2 separate regions of the Triticum aestivum genome follow, and region 1 is linked to region 2. A link is a contact called in public Hi-C data. All regions are on one chromosome and are shown on one strand. The core of a region is the stretch at or near the end of the contact, and the rest is flanking DNA. Distances in the headings are between cores, read along the strand shown. Region 1 holds the start of LOC123078541 (V-type proton ATPase subunit c''2). Region 2 holds the start of LOC123078540 (ABC transporter G family member 37).

Evidence for each region. Hi-C and Micro-C count contacts between places; a contact is called where the count stands out from the background.
Region 1: a Hi-C map of leaf shows a contact between it and region 2, with 4 times the contacts expected there. The contact joins the promoter of LOC123078541 here to the promoter of LOC123078540 in region 2. A contact is called at or near these places in 2 of 5 Hi-C or Micro-C datasets (both in leaf).

What each region holds. Positions count from the first base shown.
Region 1 is chr3D:301,761,149-301,768,204 of IWGSC CS RefSeq v2.1, forward strand. It overlaps LOC123078541 (V-type proton ATPase subunit c''2), which reads left to right and starts at 5,599. Exons shown (of 4, transcript XM_044501086.1): 1 at 5,599-5,868; 2 at 5,963-6,040. The coding sequence starts at 5,753.
Region 2 is chr3D:301,596,094-301,603,926 of IWGSC CS RefSeq v2.1, forward strand. LOC123078540 (ABC transporter G family member 37) reads right to left here and starts at 2,425. Exons shown (of 20, transcript XM_044501085.1): 1 at 1,822-2,425; 2 at 399-732; 3 at 226-302; 4 at 29-82. The coding sequence starts at 2,271.

The DNA.
Region 1 (7,056 bases), core at 4,349-6,848, 170 kb after region 2:
CTAGAAAAAGCTATGACTCGGGCGTGGGGGCTGCATAAAGAAGCTCAGTTCAGGGACATGGGCTCAAATATTTCTGTGGTACACTTTGGAAGTGAGGAAGACTACAGACATGTTATGAACAATGGGCCTTGGCAATTTGATTTCAGTGTCTTGATCATGAAGGAATATGAAGGAAAAACGATACCCTCGGAGATGGTGTTTGATAGAGTGGATATGTGGGTTAGGGTGACGGATCTTCCACCGGATAAGAGGACAGAGGTGTTTGGGAAAGCTTTGGGCAATTGGTTGGGAGAAGTCGTGAGAGTTGATGTGGACAAGGATGGAGTTGCAAGGGGAAACCAGTTACGAGTTCGAGCAAAAATTGATGTCTATGAACCGCTAGTCCGAGGTTTTACTTTGAAGAGATCTAAAGATGATAAGGTGGGCACATGGTTTGACTTCTACTACGAGAAAGTCCCCCACTTCTGCTTCGAATGTGGGCGACTAGTGCACAAGGGGGGTGTTTGCGAGCCCCCTGTTGACTCCTCGCTTCAATGGGGAGGATGGTTGCGTGCATCTCCCGGAAGAAATACAGGCAAGGAGGGATCTAAGGGAGGGGTAGCAAGCAGCAGCAATAGCTGGAATAGCTCACAGAATGATGGTACAAGACCAAGGCACAGAGATGAGCAAGGTCGTGTTAGGGATATTCCAACCAAGAGAAATCTAAACACTAAATTCTCTCAATCAGCTGAAAACCGCACTGGCGGACAGAGTAAGCCGAGAGATGTAGAGGTGAATAGCCCTAGACGCGATAAAACGAAGAGTGGTGCTGGGCGTGAGCAGGACCTGAGGGACAGTCTGGAGATGAAAAGAGAACAGAATCTGAGGGACAAGCTGATTGATAGAAATCTGGGAAGGGAGAGAGAGTATGAACGTGGAGCTACCTAGGAGATGAAGGGGAAAGGATCTGTTGATGTGATGCAGGGGGGGCGACATGCAGGTGTGTATACGAGGGTAGAGCAGCATGGGAGGTCAGAAGGTTATGGACAACAGGAAAGAAGGAGGGGCTACTACGTGCGGAAACTAAGGCAAAGCTCGGCTTACGAGTATAGGGAGATCCAGAGAGAGAGAGAAATGCATGAAAGCAGGAAGCGGGGGCCGAGACAGATGTGGGTAGCCAAGGGGGGCTCGGACAGGCCAGCAGGACAAGATGCCTTCATTCGCGATATACGGCTTAAAACGTCGACAGTGTTTGACCGCATCTCAGTTAACAGGGATAGATCGGCGGACCCCAAGGATCGGGGCCGCCGGGAGCAATGAATGTTTTAGCCTGGAACTATCGAGGACTGGGGTTGGACTCGACAGTGGGCGAACTGAGAGACCTGATTCGGTCCCATAACCCAGCGGTGGTCTTTTTATCTGAAACAAAGAAGAAATTGAGGGCTATGGAGAAACTAAGATGGAGTCTGGGATTTTCTTGTGGTGTGGCGGTGGACTGTCAAGGACAAAGTGGTGGGCTAGCTTTGTGGTGGAGAGAGCATATAAATGTTACTGTGAGGCCATGGAGCCAGTACTTTGTGGATGCGGAAGTGGTCTGGGAAGGGAAAACTTGTAGAATCACTGGATTCTACGGGGAACTGGACGTGGAGCATAGAAAGAAATCTTGGGACGCCATCCGATACCTAAAACGATAGGATGCACTTCCATGGTTGTGTGTCGGAGATTTCAATGAAGCGCTTTTACAAACTGAACAGAAGGGTGGTAACCAAAGAAGCTTTCTGCAGATGGAAGGTTTTCGCGACTGCCTGGTCGACTGCGGCCTTGCAGACTTGGGTTTTTCAGGCTATCCCTACACGTGGGATAACAAAAGACAAGGTGATGAAAATATTCAGGTCCGTCTCGACCGGGGAACTTGCAATGATGATTTCCTAGCATTATTCCCGCACACACACGTCCAACACATAATTACCGAGGAGTCGGACCATGTCGCTTTGGTGGTTCACATTCTGGAGACGGCTCCAGAACGGGGACACCTTGTCGCATGACAGTTCAGATTTGAGGAGGCATGGTTAAGGCATGAGAGCTATGATTCCATGGTAGCTGAGAAGTGGTTGGAAGTGGACGATGGGGAAACGGGGCTTTCGGCAACCTGCGGCAAGCTAGGAAAGCTCACGGCGAGCATGCAAGAGTGGGGGCGTGTTGTGTTTGGCTCGATCCGCAATCAAATCAAGCAGCTAAAGGTACAGCTAGAAGATGCAAGATTCAGAGCGTTACGAACTGGGTATACTACGGAGGTGAGGGACATAGAAGAACAACTTCGAGAAGTTTACGCTCGTGAAGAAGTAATGCAGCGTCAAAGGTCCAGGGTTGACTGGTTAGCTGCAGGGGACATGAATACAAAATATTTCCAAGGAAGAGCATCACATAGGAAGCGAAAAAACACGGTAAGGGCACTGATACGTGAGGATGGATCGAAGTGCATGGCAGATGAGGAAATGCGCGAGATGGCGGCAAAGTTCTATGAAAATTTGTTCACTTCAGAGGGGTCGGTAGGAGCGCAGGAACTGCTTGATAATATACCAGCTGCTGTTACAAACGATATGAACCAGAAACTAGTGGCACCGATTGCAGACGAGGAGATAGAGAAAGCTTTGTTCCAGATGGGGCCTACGAAAGCTCCAGGCCCCGATGGCCTCCCCGCCCTATTTTACCAGCGACACTGGTCGCTTGTAAAAACGGAGGTTTGCACGGTGGTCCGGGAGTTTCTTGCAGGACGGGCAGCATCGGACGCCTTTAATGCAACTGTCATCGTTATGATACCAAAAGTTAACTCACCGGAGTTACTTTCGCAATTTCGCCCAATTAGCATGTGTAATGTTTTATACAAAATTGCAGCAAAGGTGTTGGCGAATAGACTAAAGGTCATTCTACCGATTCTTATTTCTGAGGAACAAAGCGCTTTCGTGCCAGGGCGTCTAATTACTGATCATGTATTTGTGGCTTATGAGTGTGTGCACGCAATCAGGAAAAGGAAAAGGAAGAAACCCTTATGTGCGGTAAAGCTGGATATGATGAAAGCGTATGATAGGGTGGAGTGGAGTTTTTTGGAGCAAATGTTGGGACGTTTTGGCTTTGATACAGCTTTCAGCGTGGTCATGAGGTGCGTGACGTCGGCAAATTTTATGGTGAAGTTAAACGAGGGGTTGTCTAGGTTGTTCACTCCCTCTCGAGGTCTAAGGCAAGGAGATCCACTGTCCCCGTACTTATTCCTTTTCTACGTGGAAGGTTTCTCTGCACTCTTGAAGAAGGCCCAAGATGAAAAGCTTATTAAAGGTGTGTCATTTGGAGGCACTGGCCCGCAAGTGACACATCTCCTGTTTGCAGATGATAGCTTTGTCTTTCTTCAGGGTTCTGTTGATAACTTCCAGGCATTGAAGAATATCCTGGGTAGATATGAGGAGGCGTCGGGGCAAAAGGTTAACCTTCAGAAATCGTCAATATTCTTTGGTAAGGGGTGCCAGCAGGAGTTGAAGAATTCTCTCAAAGAAACTGTTGGTATTGAATCTGAGGCGTTAAGTGAGAGGTATTTGGGCCTCCCGACAGTGGTTGGTAGGGCAAAAGATGGAACGTTCAAATATGTGACAGAGAGTTCGAAGAAAAAAGTTACTGGATGGAAGGGGCAAGGGCTGTCAAAGAAAGCACGGGAAGTTCTTGTGAAATCCGGGCTGCAAGCCACTCCAGCATTTACCATGAGCTGTTTTCACCTCACAAAGAAGATGTGCCGGAACTTGACATCTATCTCCTCAAAATTCTGGTGGGGGCGGTAAATGGTGAATGCAAAGTGCATTCGATAGCCTGGGACAAAATGTGTGCAGCGAAGCGTGATGGTGGCATGGGGTTCAGAGATCCCGAGGCTTTCAACCAAGCATTATTGGCTACACAAGCATGGCGACTGTTGAGAGTTCCCTCTTCGCTATGTGCACGCGTCCTAAAAGCAAGATATTATAGTGAAGGGGGAATCATGAATGCACACATGTCCAGATGGTGGCTCATACACGTTCCGAAGTATTCTTCATGGGAGAGATCTCCTCAGAGCCGACTTGGTGTGACGAGTTGGAGACGGCTCCACCATTAATATACACCATGATCAATGGATTCCGAGGAGTGGCAGCTTGACACCACTGGGTGCCGAGTATGTCCCGGGAGTCACAAAGGTGAGCCACTTGCTTGACAACTCGGGCACAAGGTGGAATGAGCAGGTAGTGGACTCGATGTTTTCTCAGGATGATGCGACTGATATAAAACAGATTACAGTTGGAGGTCCCGGTACTGATGATTATCTAGCTTGGAACTTTACCAAAGATGGATACTTCACGGTGAGGTCAGCGTATCATCTTCGAGTGACGATGAATCATGCAAGGACGGGAAGACAGGCGTCATCTTCTTCGGTTCAGCGCCACAAATGTTGGATGGCAATGTGGGATACCTCAGCCCCGGGCAAAGCGAAGATCCATATGTGGCGGTTGCTGCGGAATGGGCTTGTCATTGGACACGAGTTACAGCGAAGAAGTATAAAAGCGGGTGTGTTTTGTGCTGCGTGTGGACGTGATGAGACGATCTATCACAGGTTTTGGGGATGCCCTCATTCGGTTCTCTTTTGGAAAAAGCTGCAGTCAGAAAAGGGAATTTCGGTGGCGATCCCACCGTGTCAGTTTGATTCTCAGAGTGCAGTTTCTCGGTGGCTTCTCGATTGGTTCGCACAGGCAGGAGGGGAGGAGCGAGCCGTGATGATCCAATCCATCTATGCCCTTTGGCTAGCTCGAAATGAGGCGAGGGATGGCAAACGGATCGAGGATCCACATGAAATAATGAACCGGGTAGTAAGGCTTGTGGAGGAGTGGAAGGGGATACATGACAAACCGGTACCTCCTCGCCAATCAAATTTACGAGTGAGGTGGGAGGCGCCCGAGGAGGGATGGATCAAGGTGAACGCCGATGGGGCCTTTTCCCAAGTCCGTGGAAAGGGAGGTGCGGGTGTTGTATTGAGAGATCACAATGGGGCTTTTATAGCTGCAGCATGTGAGGTATTCGATCATGCGGCTTGCCCGGAGAAGACGGAGGTGCTAGCATGTCGACGAGCTATCTCCCTTGCTACGGAAGCGCAAGTGCAGAATCTACATGTTGAACTGGATAACAGGGCAGTAGTGGCGGCGATCAACAGAAGGGAAGAAGATCTCTCAAGCTTGGGGCCATGCATTGAGGAGATCAAGAATATGCTAAACCAGTTCATGCAGGTAAAGGTCACGTGGACCAAGCGAGAAGCTAATGGAGCTGCGGATAAGCTAGCTAAAGTAGGATTACGTGATGGGATTTGTAATGTGTGGTGGATTGTGCCACCTGATTGTATCCTTCGGACCATCTCGGAAGAGATTCCTAGCTATACTTGAGTAATAAAGCGACATTGATAAAAAAAAAAGGGACTGGCACCGTGGCACGGGACGACGACAGACACGATCTCCTCTCCCGCAAAAAAATAAAGAAAATATGATCTCCTCTGCGCCGTCCATAACCAGATCGGACGGAGCGCATACCATCGGGCCCCACCAAGGCTGGTTGGTCCCCGTGCAGACCACGCACACATCTTCTCCTCCATCGCGCCTCTACTCTCTCTCCTTCCCCAGTCACCGATCCAACCATCGCAAAGAGAGAGAGAGAGAAAAAAAAATCCCCGATCCAGCACCGAGCTCGCACCGGTGGAGATCGTGGTGGGAGGATGTCGTCGGACTACTCGTCGTCGTGGGCGCGCGCGCTCGTGCATATCTCGCCCTACACCTTCTCCGCCATCGGCATCGCCGTCTCCATCGGCGTCTCTGTACTCGGCGCAGCATGGTGAGACCTAATCTCCCCCCTTCCCAGCATAGCCTCGCTGGATCTGCTGCCCGCATCTGCTCACACTGCCGCGCTGCGGTTTTGCTGTTGGCAGGGGGATCTTCATCACGGGGAGCAGCCTCATCGGGGCCGCCATCAAGGCGCCCAGGATCACCTCCAAGAACCTCATCAGGTGAGGAACCTCTAGAGCCTTGCTAACCTGGTGGGCCTGATTTGGCTCGACGCCGTCTCCTCTGCGCTGCGGTAGCTAGATTTGGCCTTGCTTGGTGCACTGTGAGCTCCTGATTTTGTTCTACCTTGAACTTGATGATGCGTGGTTGCGTCCAGGAGGGGTTCTTCTGTTAGTTAGCATTGTGTTGCATGAAATTAAGCGGCGGATGTTTGAGTAGAGCAAACTACCTTGCTTCTGGTGATAATTTATTCAATTAGCTTGGAGGGACCAATATTCCTTCCATGGTGGATTGCTTTAAGGTGTTAATACGATGAGTTGACTTACATCTCTTGGTAGGAAGAATCGGACATTATCTCATTGCAAACTATCCATGGGTAAGTACACTGATGATATCCTAACAAATGCCAACGACAAGCAATTGTTATTGCCTAGCTGAAATTTATATGTTTTACATTTTAGCGAGACCGTGCCCTTATTTGGTGCCCCCCCCCCCCCCCCCCCCCCCCCCGCGACTCATTTTGCCTTTATTATGGTATAGTTTGTATGTGTACACATTGATGCGTCGTGTCCTCATCTGCTTCACTTCTCCTTGCTCCTTGACACTTAGCATGTGAACAAACTTTCGTGGTTATGATATAGATCCTTATGTCCATTGTTGTGTCAGTCACCGATCCTGAATCCTCATGTTTCCCACTCGATTAGTCTCGTTTTAATAAACTAAGTTAACTGTTATGTAAGCCGTGACAATGATAGATAGAAAATCAAAGCAGGAGGCTCATTTTCTTTTCTTGTTTTGCGGTTCCTCTGTTATGTTAGGGCCATCAAGTTCTTACAGTGGTCGTGTGGGATCTGGTCTAGTTCCTTAGTTGGTCTTTATTATTTTATTCGTCATTGAACCTGTGTTTGTGGCTTTTATTGTTCTCTTGTTTTGTTGGAGGGCATGTTCGTTAGAATTGTAACAGCGTAACAGAGTGAAAAATAGAGTGTTTCACTGTTTTGGCTTTACATCTACAATT
Region 2 (7,833 bases), core at 1,175-3,674:
AGCTGGACTCATAGGTAGCAGACTATACCTTGAGTATGTATTCTGTCACAATACTGGATTCTTGCCCTCCCATAGCTGAGGCCTACAGGGCGTAAGTAACGAAACAAGTGTTAACAAATTTACTGATAAACAAGTCTTGTTCAAATGATTCTCCTCAATCCTAAGCTAGCCACATAAACAGCTTTAAGAAGCATAAAATGCTCTAAAATGTGATGACATCCTCACCTTCATGTAGACATCGATATCATGATCGGGCTTGATGTTCGCTGCCTTTTCCCTTCTCGCCAGCTCAGTAAGCATCTCTAGAAGAAGCAAAACAGCAAAGCTCAGAGCCTATCGCCACTATGACATAGGAGTACTAAGATAAGCACATTCCCAATAATCAGGCAGCAGCATACCATATCTAGTGCCAACACCTTGGCACCGAGCCGAGAAGGCCAGCGTCTCCCTCACGGTCATCTCCCCGATGTGGAGATCGTGCTGGCTGATGTAAGCGGCGGTCCTCTGGGGAACGAACTCGTCCATCGCGTGGCCGTTGTAGGTGACCTTCCCGGAGACCTTGAGGTCCTTGTCGAGCTTCCCTGCCATGGCCAGAAGAAGCGTGGTCTTGCCCGAGCCAGGAGGTCCGAGCAGCAGCGTCATCCTCCGGGGCTTGATGATCCCGCTGACGTCGTGGAGGACGGTCATGGCCTGCTTCCGGCTGGGGATGACGTGGAGCGCGTTCCCGACGGCCTGGAGCACACCGAGCAATCAACAGACTTAGATATCGAGAAAGGGCACGGTTCTTCCAATGGCGTAGCATGCGGTGGCGCTTGCGCTGGCGAAACGAGGTGGACGCGCACGCCATGGGGTGGAGGTCGGACGATTTCGTGGCGTGTATGGGGGTGCGGTGGAGGTTCCCCGAGGTAGGGAACGACCGTGGCGGCGCCGTGCCGGTGCCGGTGCCGGTGGCCATCGGCGGAGGTTTTTTTTTAATTCTTTTTGAAGGGGTGGCCATCGGCGGAGTATTGTTTTGAGTGAAAAGTCGGGCAGGAGCGGCAGGCTCTGTGGCGGGCCGAGCCCGGCGTCGCAACGGTTTGGACTCTTGTTGGCCTACTTTACGCTAAGAAATTTAGTACACTCCTAAAGATCCTTTTTCTTGTCTAAAATAAACATTTATCTTTGGAACAGAAAATTATTAGTAGGACTCAGTACAATTGAAAGGAGAACGAATCAGGAGTTGAATATTATTAGGTGGCGGCTAGGTTTAATAAATCTGGAATTTTGAAGTCAGAGAAAAAGCCTGGAAAGCGAGACACGGTCAGAGTAATATTTTGTGCAGGACAAGTGGTCGAAACGGTAGTAATTCTGCAACGTGTGCTTGGTCGTTTGTGAAGCCAAGCAAATATCAGGCGCCGAGAGGCGACTCACCTACCGCATTGCTTGGTAATGAGCCAAAAGCATACAGCTCGCTCGCAAGTTGCAATCGCAAGAACGAGAAAACAAAGCCCCTACTTGGCTTCAATTCTCGCAGCGTCGCTGTCGAGCAGTGTATATAACCATAAGAAAAACGAGAGTGCACTGTCACTCGCCTCCATCGCGGAACCAGCTGCGCCAAAAGCAGCCCATACTCATCGACTAACTGGCCCTACCATGCACCAGTGCTCGGGCTCGGCCAAGCCAGGACTGATTAGTTAACGGAGCAGGTCATCATTAACTATGATCAACATGCTTGTTCGAACGGTGTGGAGAACAAAAAAACAAACAAATTGAAGCTAAGCCGCCATGGACTGTGGCATCCGTTTTGCAGTGGAACTGAACTTTTTGTGCAGGCGGCTTTACCTCGAGGGTGTTGGTGACGGAGTTGATGAGCGTGGGGAGGCCGCGGTTGCCGACGCGCACCTCGGCCTCGATCTCCAGCTTCTCGAACCGCACCTCGATTGTGGGGTAGTCGATGCCCACCCTGTCCATGCGCTCCTTGAGCTTGAGGAGGAAGTTCTCGTGGTCGTCGTCGGCCGCGCGGACCAGCCGCTCGATGAGCGCCCGGCTCTCGTGGGCGCCCAGCCGCCCCACGTCCACCTCCACCTTCTCCCCGCCGTCCTCCACCGTCAGGATCCCGCGCCGCACCCGGTCGTACGTGGGCAGCCGCTCCAGGGCCGCCCACCGCAGCGCCTCCTCGTCGTCCTCCTCCTCCTGGAACCGCGACGACGTCCGCGAGAACACGTCGTCTCCGCGACGCCATAGCGAGCTGTCCCGCCGCAGGCTCGTCACCCGGTGGATCTCTCGATCCATGATCCTCGCCTGCCTGCTCACTTACTTGCCTTCTTCTTCTTCGTCGTCTTCTTCCTCCCTTGATCACTCTCTGAGCTGGCTTGGCTTAGCTCTGTTGCGCAGCTCCTCCTTGCCTTGCGACAGGGGGCTGTTTTGGCTTGGGGTACGAACTGGTACGAAGGGAGCAGACGAAGGCGTCCCTATATATACGCCCAGGAGAAGAGAAGGGAAGGGAATGGTTGAAGCTGGTGAGGAGGAAGACCACGCCAGCGAGCCACATTATCGAGTTTCGCCTCACCTACCTTGAGCGAGTCCTTGACCTGGACACATTTTGTGCAGGTCCGGTGCACTGTGCGAGCTTGGACCCGGCACGGGATGTGGTCGTCGAACTGCTAGATAATGAAACTGAGCTTTCGAGCTAGCTCTTCATTTTTCACGCGCGTGTTTAGACCTGGGCGGGGGAGCTTCCTGGCATCAGCGGGGCTTTTGTCTCTGCGTCGAGGCCGAGGCCGAGGCGGGCAGTGGTCAACATGCATGTCTCGCAATTATTCGGTTCGAGGCTGCTCTTGCCGCGATAGGTTCGTTTGGCCAGTGATAGTATGATATTACGAAGAGGGCAGCCACTTGCAGCTGCAGAGTATACTACTACGACTACTACTAGTCTCTGATTGTTAATTATAGTGTCTACTTTGGATGGGTGTGGTTAAACAAATCGAGTCCAGCTAGGACGATAAGGCCCGGCGACGACAACGGCGGCTACGACCGTCGGTTCCTCCATCCAACGCCTCACCCGAGATTGCATCACCCATTCATTTCGTTGGGGTGGCGACATGAGCAGTGACCGATACATTATTCATGGCCACCCAATCAAGTGTAGAAAAGTCTTTTCAGGCGAATTCTCTCTCCAGTTTGTCCAATTTCTCCCCCGCAAAAAAAAAAAGTTGGTCCAATTTCTCTTCGTCCATTGGTTTATCTTATCTTTTCTTACATGTACTGATGATGTGCATTTTAACTAATTTCATATTTTTATCTCGGGTCGCTTTCCCACGGAGAAATTAAGATCCAGATATGGATTTTTTTAACACGATACAGATGCAGACGCTCGTACATAAGCACATACACTCACCCATGAATGTAAACACACTCTATCTCTATGAGCACCTCTGAGAGACTGAGCTGACAAATCATATTGAGATTGACGAAGCCGACCCAGACACCTTCATAGTCAACGTGAACGTCTCCTCTCACTAAACGCACATCGTCGGAAGGCCTGGAATAAAATCAGAAAAATGCGAGCACTAGCGTTCAGTGTAGGACTTGAACCATGGTGGATTGGGGATAGCACTGTCTTCCTAACCATCCAACCAAAGATTGGTTCACGAAATTAGTTTTGTTGGCAATGCTAGACTACGTCAAGATTGGAGTTTCAGAAGACATGTTCGAATTTTTAGAGAGAAGGCTCAAGACGAGCCCGATTTTGAATTAGCAAAGCCGTCAACTGGTGAGGAATCACAACCAACAACAAAAGTCACAACGGCCAAATGATACAAGAGGGGCTGACTAGATCGAAAATACATAGGAGCACTCAGGTGCCCTATATTCAAAAATAATTTAGTAATTAAAAAAAGTCAAAAAAATCATGAAACTTTTTATGGAATCAAACATGACCAAGTATTGCACTCTTATAAAAAGATTAGACATGGAATGACCTTCATTGTATCTAGGGTCAAAGATTTGGCAAAAAAGGATAGATACAAGTACTATTCATGCTATATTGCCGTCATATTTTTTCCCTGAAGCCAATGGGAACCATTCCTTGGTAAAAAATGTTCCAGGATTTTTTTGACCTTTTTTTGAATTATTAAATTACTTTGAATATAGGGGGTGGAACACCCGAGTGCTCCTGATGCGCTTCCCGAACTAGATAGCATACAATTCGATGCACATTACAAGCACAAAAGTAACTAAAAAAGAAGAGGTGCAATGTTCAGGAAATTGGTAACTGGTAGCTGCTCAGTTGACTTGGGAGTAGCGATTAATGGTGAATTGGCCTATTTACTGGATTGTCGATCATTAATAGTTAGCTTAAATAGGAAAATACCAACATATATCCTTTTAATGTATTATACATACTCTCATGCTCTTAGTTATGTAATATATCAAAATATGCTACTGTAGGCATATAAAAAGCATAAATAAGATGTGACATTGTTAGTCCTGACTATTTAGGAACAACTTTAACAATTTAAGAGATATGAAAATGCTACTTTACACAAACATAATGTTTGATCTCTTTAGTGTGGACAAAATCTGTCGAAGGGTTATTGAGATTCCCAAGCTATTTATCACATCTGTGTAGGAAATATGTGTTCTTTTTGCATAATTTTGGTTTAGCTATGTACTAACAGATCTGCAAAAAGCTCTACACTCACAAAACCAAAATATCCATATTGGTTGACTACATAGCATGCACATTTAGTTATGCTTGATGACAAACCAACACCCCATAAACATGCAATAATTGCAAAAGCTTGCTCGGTTGCAAATGTTGATGTCTGTTATCAACAAAAATAAAACAATCCGAAACAATAGTTCCATTGACTAATCTACAAATCTTTAATTTGCAGTCTGCTAACCTTAATTAATTATGCTAATAGTTGTGAATGTTAGATTCTCCATCTAAAGAGAGGGAGAAGATGGCAGTACCTTGCTTGCCGGTGATGCCACGGAGGAAGAGACTGGGGAGCAACCGCCCGGAGGGGATGGGCAATAGCCAATGAGTCAGGCGACGGGGAGCAACCCACGAGAGAGGGTGGGGAGCAGACGACCCGAGGATGGGGACCAACCAGGCGACCGAAGTGGCGGGGTTGCTGGAGCGGTTAGCATGGTGGCTAGCATCGGCGAGGGCCTGACCAGCCGCCAACGAGGAGCGGGAGGAGAGTCGAACCCTAGCTACTGAGGATCGAGAGGGGCAAGGTAATCAATGCATTCATGGACATCATCATATGTGAACTTCACTCCATGTCTATTAGATGTTTGGTGCTGCCTATATATACCCCCACCTATTTCATCAACTCTCTTAGAGCAACCAGAGCGAAGCATACACTTTCCATATCCATTTTTCTGAGAGAGAGAGCTCCATACCCTGTGTTAAGATAAAAAAAGATTGCACTCCAAACATAGAACTTTGATCTCTAGCCACCTTAATTGCTTTCCACCCAAATCCCTCTCTGAAAAAATAGCCAAATCGGCGAGCGAGTGTTTGAGTATTGAGAAGACTATTTTTTGAAGCACAAGAGTAAGGAGTTCATCATCAACAACAACAACATTTATTACCTTTTGAAGGGTGGTGCCTTCTACATCGATTAGGCGTGCTTGGGAGCCTCCAAATCTTTGTGGGGTGAACCAAGAAGTTTGTAAGGGCAAGTAGATCGCCTACTTCATCCCGAGTGAGCCTAATCCTTCGTGGACGTAGGCCGTGGTGGAATAGGGAAGGTTGTTTCTTCGTGGACCCTTCATTGGTGGAGCCCTCAGTGGACTCGCGCAACCATTATTCTTGGAATTGAAGTCTCCATCAACGTGGGCGTAGGATAGTACCATCTATCGGGACCACGGGTCAAAATCTTTCGTGTCACCATAGCGTTTGTATATCTCCAATCCCTTCATCTAATTACTATCACTTGCAATGTCATTACTTTTCGCTACCTATGATTAGACTTGCATGTGTAGGGTGTTTGTAGACTTGCTAGAATTGCTAAAATCTCTCAAGACCTAAATTTAAAAAAATGATAGGTTTTTAATTGGGTAATTAGTCTAATCACCCCCTTTAAACCTACCAACGATCCTACAACCCCCCTCCTCGCGTTGATTCCTAAATCAGATTAATTAAAATCGAGCTTACTCTTTGTAACTTGACTTATCCATGTCGCACTTGACATGGAATCATTCTTTCCTTTTAAATGGAGCATGCATGCATCCATGAAAACATCATCTGGGACCCCCGCGTCGTCCTCCCCCTAGGGCGACTCGGGCGGCCAGAAACCTAGCCGCCGCCGCAAACTCCCTCCTCCTCTCCCTCCTCCGCCGCCGGAAGACGCCGCCGGGCTAAGCCCGGGGGCCGACGGCGGTGGCGGGGATCTCCTCTCTCGCGCGTCTCCGGGGTGGGGCGGACCCCAAGGTGTGCGGTGGCGCGACCGATCTGGGATCTGCGACGCGGCGGATGGCTGCAGGCGGCGGGAGGCCGGCCCGTCCTCCGACGGCGACGGCTTGGCGATGATGGCGCTGCGGATGGCCCTTCGGGCGGCGACGGCGGCTGCGGTCGGCTGCGGCCAGCTTGGCTGCGGTGGCGTGCATGCTGCCTTCAGATCGGCGACGGCGGCGTGGAGGGCCTGGTGGTCTCGTCGGCGGCACCTTCGATCAGATCTGTTCTGACCGGTGCAGCCGACGGTGGTGGTCATCTCTTCCGTCAGAGGTGGTCGGCCTGAGGCTGGGTGTTCGGATCTCGGGATCCGTCATCTGGCACCAGCTGCGAGTCGGGGAGACGTAGTTGCCGGTGAAAACCGAGCCGACGGCGGGCGATGACGGTGTTCCACGTCGTTACCTTGATGAAGGCATCTTCATGTGACTACCGTCGACCCACTCGTATTGCTTCGGGGGAAACCCTAGGATCTGGTGTTCCAGACCAGACGATGGCGGCACTGCGGTGTCGTTCTCTCTTGGGAGCATCGTTTTGTGGAGCAGCGCTGAAAGTCAGAGGCAGGAGGTGGAGCGGCTTCGCCTTGCACGGAGCTTCGGTGGAGATGTCAAGTCATGCCTGACCGACAGGTGCTACGCTTGGTCATGCCTGGTCGGCAGGTGCTACGCAAGATAGATCCTCCAAGGGCTTCAAGCTGTGTCGGCTGGTGATACTTGGCAGCATGACGCTGAGGTGTATTAGTGGCGACCGCGACGTGTTCAGCTGTTTTGCGTGCAGGGAGGAGGTGCCGTTGGGCGCCGTGGTGGCGTCAACGATAGCTAGACCAAGCAAGGTTGATGCATCAGTACAGTTCTGAAGATGGAGCGGTGACAGTTGGCGGCGGCGGCCTCTGAGAGCACGCCGGACCAGTGTGTGCCCCAGACCCGGCAAGTGGCTAGGTTGGAGTCTCAGGTCTTAGATGTTAGGCTTGGCTGCGATGTCTGTTTGGTATTAGGCCCAGGCTATCTGCGCCCTTTCATCAACTGGATAGGTATAGCCACCGTTTGTTGCTTAGACGGCGGCTTTAGTCTTACTGTTGTATGACTTTATAATGTCTTGTGAGAATAATTAATAAAATGGCCGTATACATCGTCCAGATGCAGAGACCGGGGGTCATCCTTCTTTTCTAAAAAAATGAAGTAGTGGCTCATTAGCCGCAACCTGGAGACATTAACGGGTACCGTGCTACGAACCATCGATTTGGGGTAATTGTACGTATGTTTTACGAGACAGAAGGATTGGGACGAACTGCAATGGTACGCATACACACATTGGAGAGATCCGTAGTACCATTCGGTCCTTCTTGCAAGCATGCGAGCAAATCCATAGCTAGTCTTTGCCTGCAAATA